2 separate regions of the Rattus norvegicus genome follow, and region 2 is linked to region 1. A link is a contact called in public Hi-C data. All regions are on one chromosome and are shown on one strand. Each heading gives the region's core, a stretch centred on a gene start, on an enhancer-like site or on the middle of the called end of the contact. The rest is flanking DNA. Distances are from core to core; before and after follow the strand shown. Region 1 holds the start of Zfp51l1 (zinc finger protein 51 like 1). Region 2 has its middle 14 kb from the start of Vom1r23.

Region 1 (4,454 bases), core at 1,624-4,123:
TGGCCCATACATATACAGCCACCCAATTAGACAAGATGGATGAAGCAAAGAAGTGCAGACCGACAGGAGCCGGATGTAGATCGCTCCTGAGAGACACAGCCAGAATACAGCAAATACAGAGGCGAATGCCAGCAGCAAACCACTGAACTGAGAATAGGTCCCCCGTTGAAGGAATCAGAGAAAGAACTGGAAGAGCTTGAAGGTGCTCGAGACCCCAAAAGTACAACAATGTCAAGCAACCAGAGCTTCCAGGGACTAAGCCACTACCTAAAGACTATACATGGACTGACCCTGGACTCTGTCCCCATAGGTAGCAATGAATATCCTAGTAAGAGCACCAGTGGAAGGGGAAGCCCTGGGTCCTGCTAAGACTGAACCCCCAGTGAACTAGACTATGCGGGGAGGGTGGCAATGGGGGGAGGTTTGGGAGGGAAACACCCACAAGGAAGGGGAGGAGGGAGGGTGATGTCTGTCCGGAAACCGGGAAAGGGAATAACACTTGAAATGTGTATAAGAAATACTCAAGATAATAAAAAAAAAATTAAAAAAAAAATAAAAAAAAAGAAGCAAATGTCCAAAAATTTTCAAAAGTCCATCAGTTTAATGAATCCTGTAAAATATGTAAGACTTAGAGAACACCTTAGTAGTTCAGCTACAAAAATACTGACTGAATATGGCTACCTGTTCAATTACTTATTCTTTTCACTGCATTATGAGTTTGGTAAGGTCTTTTGTAACTTAAAAAAAAGTATTTATCTATTTATTGTATTGCTATTTTGTAATATAGTAAATTGGTTAAATTTTCAAAAAAAATATTTAGCACAACATTTTTGGAAAATGACATGTGGGACAAACTCTCTTTAATGTAAATGATTGCAGATTCTTGGGTAAAAAGCATGTTATCCCCTTGAGATAAAAGTCATGATGGCAGCTAGGAAGGCAGGGAGAAATGGTTCCTTACAAATATTGGGTTTTCCTTCAACCATGTGGACAGGGTTCCCGACAAGGGTTAGAATTCATGCTGGTTTGCTGAGCATGATTCCAGGGGTTCATATCACAGGCTAAGAAACAGCAGCCACCACCACTGCATCCCCTGGAGCTGATAGCGTGTCACGTCACGTGGCAGAGCCTCTGGTCTACAAATGGCAGGCTTGATCTCCAACCCCTTCCAAGGCACTGCCTCTGAACCATAGCTTTTTAAGCTGGGGACTGATGTTAGCCTTGTGCTGGTGGTGTTGGGAGGTGTGGCACTAAATGCCCCTGCTGTGCAGTGAGTCTAGCAAACTCCTGTCATTCCCTCCTATAGCCAATAGTTACAGTGAGCCACCAATCTTCATAAAATGTGTGGCAACTCCTGACTCTTGATATTAGCTCATACTAAACTAACCGTAGCATATTAGAGCCAGAGTAGGCTCATCTCAGCGAATTCAAGGACAACCTGTCTTGCAAAACCGATAGATAGATAGATAGATAGATAGATAGATAGATAGATAGATAGATAGATAGATAGATTCCCATGAGATACTGGTGCTACTAAGCAATGAATTATGGACTGGTGTGGTCATTTAAACCATTGCCTTTGAAAACAGGTTTACATGGAGAAATCCTGTCTTGAATGAATGAATGAATGAATGAATGAATTACCTCAATCTTTCTGTTATTAGCTATTTCATACTCACATAAACATGTATATACACAGAATGTGTATGTGCATTTGTGTGCACACATCAAATGCTGCCAACTGCACTCACCTCCTATCTCTCCACTATACTGGTCTACAGTTCCAACAGTCACTCTACTGTGTTTATATCTATTCATACTGCTTGTGATCCACTGAGATAAACCAGAGCCATCTGTAAGGCTGTGGGTTTGGAGTTATGTGTTGGAGCCTGATTGCTCAGCACAGGATGACAACTAAAGCAGTGATTTTTCTAGAATCTATGAATCTATCTATCTAGCCAACATCTAAGAGGTAAAGTGCACCCTCGCTTTCTTAGACTGATTATGGTCTTGTGTGAGGCCAGGGCAGATAAAGACAGCTGCTGTTGATTATTGATTACAATAGTTGTAGGAGTCTAGAGAATGAAATGTCTTAGCCTTCCCTTCCTCTTTCCTTTCTTATTTCCTAACCACCTTTTCTTCTTCCTTGTTCCCAGAGCTAGAGATGGATGGTATAGCTGACTTTTTAAGACCTTACATCGGGGACAGCCAAGAGTGTCTACATTCATCACTCCATTAAAAAAGAAAGAGAAAAAGGAATAAAGGAAGAAATTCTCTGTTTTCTCTCAAAGCACCTTAAGTATGAGTCATAGACTCCTCTCTGAGTTAGTAAATGGACAAGATCACCATCTTGTGGTGAAAGCTGTACACCGCGGATGAATTCTGCCCTTGGCTGTTAGCAAAAAGCCTGATCTCTGACTTCTTTAGACACTTATTTCAAAACCCAAGTTCTTTAAATGTCTCTCCCCAAGTCAAAATTTCAGGATTTTGGCTTCTCATGTTTGTGTGTTGGAATGGGACAGCCTGTTGTTGTTTGGTATGAAGTATGTAGCCCAGAGGCTGGTTGTCAAATCGAGGTGTTAGGCTATCTTGGATCTGAAGGGTTCAGAACTCACTCTGTGTGTCAAATACTGGGTGCAGCGTCCTAACAGATCCACTTCTGGTCTAGGCTGGCAGCAAGCATGTGGAGCGGCTGTGCAGCCTGACATCTTAAGCTGTGTGGAAGGCAGCTTGACACAGAATGGGACGGACTGGTCTCCGCAGGGCGGAGCCACTCACCCGGAAACAGTGTATGTGAAAATGTTGGACGTTTGTTAAGAGGGGTGTGGGGTGTAGAAAAGTGTTCAGAGTGGGAGGAGTTAGAGGAGTGACGTGAACGGAAGCTGGGAAGCGGCTGAGTGAGGCCTGGCTAGTTGTACTGAGAGCCAAAGCCAGAACTGTCAACGACCTGTTCATGTCCAGAACTCGCAGACCTGCACCGTGGGGGAATCGCGTAGTGCAGACCCTGGATCAGAACAGACGGTGAACTTCCGGGAAGGTAAAACTCTGGGCAGCCACGGGTGCCGCGCGGGGCATCCTGGGGTAGTCAGTAGCGCAGCGACTGGAACCGCCTCCTTACAGCCTTGGATCCTCCCAGGTCGTAGAAGCGCGGGGCAGGGAACCGGGTGGGAAGGGACCAAGCTCAGTTCTGTTCATAAGGAGTCTGGCTCTGAAATTCTGCTGTGGATTTCTTCCCTTGTCAACAAATTTTAGCTCATATGAACTGAAATAATCCTGATTTGTTTTTTTGTTTGTTTGTTTGTTTTTTTGCTTTTTGTTCATTTGATTGCCAAAATATTCTTAGAATACTCTAGGAGAATATTCGAATTTATCTTTTGATGTTTGCAAACCATTTCTCTTTGTTTAGGTGAAAAGGACAAAGCTCTTGGAATTTACATTCATCCTCGTTAACTCCCTTGTTATTCCCACAGACATTCTTGGTGACTTGGCACCCCAGGAGAGCCGAAAGTATATTTTTTACGAGTTTCTTAGATATGATTTTAAACATTAACATTTAAAAATAAAATCTTTATCCACCTTTAGTTTTCATCTGAGACATTCACTATGTAATGTAAATACAGCATTCTGATGTAAATATGCCAGGCTTGCTGGCACACACCCCCAGCATGGGGGAGGGAGGGCAGAGGCAGGCAGATCACTGAGTTGGAGACCAGCCTGGTATGCACAGTGAGGTGAGGATAGCTAGCGCTACATGATGAGCTCTTGTCTCAACAACAACGACAACAACAACAACAACAACAACAGGACAGACAGAAAGAAAAGAGAAACATGTTTTTGTGATGAGTTCCTAGAGCCTCGAAATGCACAGTATGCAATTTAAGGTATAGGTCACAGTATTTTCACAGTTAGGGCATTATAAACCAGGTGGTATTGGCACACGCCTTTAATCCCCACATTTGGGATTGAAGGTGTGTACCAGGACAACGATTCAAACTGCTGCTTTATATTTTGTGGTCAGTTCACAGCCACTGGTGTGACTGTGGACATCTCCCAGAAGGACAGGCAATGTGGGAAGGCTTTATACAGAGACAGGATGCCCCACAATTACAGCACTCTGGTTTGTGTGGGTGAGAAGAGTTTGCTTCCACCCTCCCTTGTCCACCTCAGGAAGAGGCGAGTTACTCTTCAAGTGTGAGTTCTCTGAGAGTGTAACGCTTCCATCCTTTTTATAGTCCATAATAAATTCAGAATCTCACTAATGAATAATATTCTCATCCCAATTATTCAGTTCCATTTGTGCCCCTAAGACTTGACTGAGCTGTGATTAGAAGTGAGGTGCACCTACCCAAAGACTATACATGGTCTGACCCTGGACTCTGACCTCATAGGTAGCAATGAATAGCCTAGTAAGATCACCAGTGGAAGGGGAAGCCCTTGGTCCTGCCAAGATTGAA
Region 2 (4,449 bases), core at 706-3,205, 170 kb after region 1:
CTTCTGCTTCCTGAGTGGTGGTTTTGAAGGTTTGGGTTACCTTGCTCAATTGCATATAACTTTTGTTATCATATCTTTGCGATTACCCAAGGTAACTCCAGAGCCTACTTGATAGTCTTGACTGAACGGGTAGATCTTATGCCTATTGACATTAGAGACTTCTGGTCCACTGAATTGGAAACTCATGTAAATAGATGAGTTCCAGGTGCATATACCATACCAAATTTAAACAAAGTAGTAAGAAATAATGTAAACAGAACTACAAGTAGCAATGAGACTGGAGCAGGAAAAAATACCCCCCTAAAACAAAACCCACCCAGGACCAGACTGACAGAATTCTATCAGAACTGCAAAGAACTTAACAGCAAAGCTACTTAACTTTTAACACCTCTTATTACAAAATGGAAATGTCCAAATTCCTAGTAGTTAGTACCTGGTATTAAACCAGATAATGATACAACCAAAAGGAAAGTACAGACTGATGTGGCCTTTTAGAAATTTTGTTATTATTAGCTAGTTTATGTATGCATATATATATGCTTATACACTGTACATATACATACTATATGTATATGGATATATATACATATATGTGCCTCAAATATGTATAACATATATGTATGTATACATATACACACATGTATTACACACTCAAATACTGCCTAATCTACCTACCTCTGTGCTATTCCCGTCCTCCATTCCAGCAATCACTCTACCGTGTTTATCTCTATTTATATTGGATGGGAACCACTGAGGTTGAGACTGTGAGTTTGCAGCTATGTGCTGGAGCCTGATGTGATCAGCACAGGATAACAACTAATGGCAGTGATTCTTCACCTACAGTCTATCTACAGCCAATGTCTGAGAAGTAAAGAGAGCTGCTTCCTTCCCTGGACAGATTGCGGTCTTCTGTGAAGTCAGCGCACGAATGGACAGTTGCTATTAGATACTGACTACAGTGGTTGTATGGAGTTTAGAGAATGGCGTGGGTTTGCCTCTTTCCCTTCATACTTCCCAACCAATTCTTCTGCCTTGGTGTTTCCAGGGCTAGAGATGGAATGGTGTAACTGACATTTTTAGGGCTGGACCCCCATATCTTTCTTATTTTCTGCACCGACAGCCAAAAGTCTCTGCATTCACTACTGCATTTTTTTTTCCAAAGAAAATTTCTGTTTTATCTCAAAGCAGCTTACAGAAGACTCCCTCTGAGCTACTGAAATGACAAGACCACCATCTAGTGGTGAAAGCAGTACACCGCGGGATGAATCCAGTCCAAGGTGGTTTTTTTTTTTTTTTTTTTTCCATCTTTATTAACTTGGGTATTTCTTATTTACATTTTGATTGTTATGCCCTTTCCCGGTTTCCCGGCTAACATCCCCCTAACCCCTTCCCCCCACTTCTCTATGCAGCCCAAGGTTCTTAACAAACAGCTGATGACTCAATTTTTGATACATCTATTTCTTTTCAAAATCCAAGTTTCTGAAATATCTGTCCCCAAGTCACAATTGTTGGATTTTGTTTGGGCTTGTCATTGTGTGTGTGTGTGTGTGTGTGTGTGTGTGTGTGTGTGTGTGTGTGTGTGTGTGTGTGTTGGGGATGGGACTCTGGCTAGCCCACAGGCTAGTAGTTAAATCGAGGTGTTAGGCTGTCTGTCTTGCATCTGAAAGGTTCTGAACCCAGGGCTGGGGAGCAGGTACTGGGGTGCAGCATCCTACTAAATCCAGTTTAGGTCTAGGTTGGCAGTGGTCATGGGGAGGCTGTGCAGAGCTGTTCCAGAGCAGCCTGACATCTGGAGCTGTGTGAAAGACAGCCTGCGACAAAGTGAGAGGGACTGGTCTCCACGGGGCGGGGAAAGTGTCTTGATAAAAAGGGTGCTGAGAAAAAGAAAGCCGGCTAGGAAGGCGTGGAAAATTCCACTGGACAGCAGGTTTGAATGGGTGGGCTGGGTCAGAGAACCTACGTAACCGGAACCAGTCTATAATAGGCGGACCCAAAGGCGGCTCCAAGGACCACTTGAAGGAGGTGCCAGAAAATCCTCCATTCTCTGAGGGACGTTGGGGCAAGATTTTTGGGCAGGTTGGGTGGCCTATACTTGCCAGAGTCTCCCGTGGATGTGATAACTTACTGCAGCCACCGGAGCCTTCTGGGGTGGTCTGGGAGAGTCACCAGTCGGCACCACTGAGGCGGGAAACGGAGCCCGGCGGTCCTGGAACCTCCCAGGTCAGAGAAGCTGTAAGGAAACAGGTAAAAGGGGCATGTTCAGTTTTCTGATGCTCATAACGATACCGCTTTCACAATTCTGTTGAGGGATAATACTCTTAAAGATAAGTTTGAGAATGTATGAACTGGGGCACATGCTGATTTTATCATTTATCTGTGGTTTCCAGGATAGTCTCATAAGTACATCTCTTACACTGATTGAATTTCTGTGTTGACGTTTGCAAGCACGGTTCTTTTTGCTGTTGTGCAAAAACTAAAACTGTTGGCATTTAAATTCAAACATACTTTCTAATGCCCTTGGTCTACCCCTTTCCTATTCAAGAGAGTGTCATTTAACATAAAGACTTTAAGGTCCCAGAGAGCTTGTAACCTATCAGCCTTCCCCCAACCTCCGCCCCTCCCCCCCCCGTTTTTGCCAAGCTACACAGTTACGGTTGTAAATTTTAACAATTATTGAGTAGATTTTACTCACCACTAATTTTGCATTTGAGATGTATACACTCTGATATAAATATAACAAATGTGTATTCTTATGTTGAGGTTTTAAGGCACACCTCAAGAGTCCAGAAAAGTACAATATGAATGTTGAGTGTGAGGATCTCAGGCCACACTGTTTTCATTAAGAAAAACAAACAAACAAACAAACAACCCAATATATATTAGGACAAAGTTAGAAAGCATCTCGTCTGGGGTACAAAACACACTCTGACAACAGACAAATGGCCAAACTGTTGCTTTTCAATTTCAGGGTTGTTGACATGCAGTGATGTGACTGTGAACTTCTTCTGTCAGGAAGAGGGTAAGTGCCTGAACCCCGCTCATAGGGTTTTGTACTGAGGCTGAATAGTGCAGGATTGCAGCAGTCCTGTTTCTATGGGTGACAATAGTTTCTTGCAGTCTTCCTTGCTCCTTCTCGGGGTTCTTGGGGAAATTACTCTGTACATATGTTGTCTCGTCCTGTAGGGCAGTCAACAAGGGTGCAGAGGGTACCTGGAAGAGAATGGGGGACAAGAGATGTGAAGAAGGACGCCAAGACAAGAGTCTGATCAAGGCAACAATTTTATTTTTTCCCAAGGCTGAATTTATATCATAACATGGGTAACAGAGAGAAGGGGGAAATGTGAAACATTTAGGCAGACCGAGGACACAGATCAGGCAATCAGCTTATGTCAACAGGATGTCAGAAAAGTCACAGGTTTGTCATATCTATTAGTCAGCAGGATGTTGGTTTTTCAGAAAGGTTACAGGTCATCACATTGGGCATCTTGGCGTCAGATGTATTTCTCACCAAGGTCACACTTTATCAAATCATTAGTCATCCTGACCACCAGATTTGCATTAGTATTCTGCAGCTGACTGGGTATTTTCCATGAATCCAGTCATATTTAACTCTAACTATACTATTAACATCACTAATGGAGGGTTTTAAGGGCATCGCTCCCAATAATATGTGAGCTGTGTGTGAATGAGCCTCACATCTCACAGAAGAAAGTGAGAGCCTCAGAGAAAAAGAAAGTTTTCATGAAATTTCATCTGTTCTTCATGTTTGTACTTTTGGGAAATGTAAGGCTTCTTTTATTTTTGTTCAATGATGAAATCAGATAGTAGTGTATTATAATATCACTCCAGTAACACAGATCCATTTCTTCCTTTGAGTTTTGATCGAGCTATGATTAGAAGTAGGATTCAAGTTATGGGAATATTTTCAGTGTGCTGGTCCTGTATAACATTTGGGAAATCATTTGTAGAACCCTCTATTGCCTTTTTCTGTATTTCTACTGAGCACAGTACTGTGTTAGAAATCCTGGTACTTTTTGAAGAATCTCTTTCTCATATGCAGGGTGTACACTTTACAGCCACACCTGCTCATCGTGGAGCAGGACAAAGTGCCCTGGAAGGAAGAGAGAGAGGCAACAGTAGCAATGGATCCAGGTACGTTGGAGGATTGACAAAGTTGTCGAAAGGGTTTCAAGTGACAGTGGAAGTGGGACATGAAGTTAGTTTTGCCACATTCTGTTATAGAAATGATTCTAGAGAATTCCACTATGAATAATTTCCTCAGGATTATCCTATTGAAGACTTTAAAAGATTCTCTGTGTAAGAATAAATAGTAGGAACAATTACAATTTGATTTGATTTTGATTGTGAGTGATGCTACCCCTCTTCCATTCATATTGCTGATGTGCTCTCATATCAATATTAAATGGTTGTCCTTTTCATAATTTTAAT

Evidence for each region. Hi-C and Micro-C count contacts between places; a contact is called where the count stands out from the background.
Region 2: a contact with region 1 is called in a Hi-C map of kidney, with 3 times the contacts expected there. The contact joins the enhancer-like site here to the promoter of Zfp51l1 in region 1. A contact is called at or near these places in 2 of 12 Hi-C or Micro-C datasets (kidney and liver) and 1 of 1 datasets of contacts at active chromatin or transcription factors (oligodendrocytes).

What each region holds. Positions count from the first base shown.
Region 1 is chr1:70,130,453-70,134,906 of GRCr8, forward strand. It overlaps Zfp51l1 (zinc finger protein 51 like 1), which reads left to right and starts at 2,874. Exons shown (of 5, transcript NM_001401955.1): 1 at 2,874-3,037.
Region 2 is chr1:70,303,161-70,307,609 of GRCr8, forward strand. It overlaps the pseudogene Tmem65l1. Among named protein-coding and RNA genes, the nearest start is that of Vom1r23, 14 kb to the left of the region's middle. Within about 2 kb of position 1,956, at least 48 of the 93 cell types and tissues checked have an H3K27ac peak or open chromatin away from gene starts, as enhancers often do. A contact at or near this core is called in kidney and liver, where this site is marked.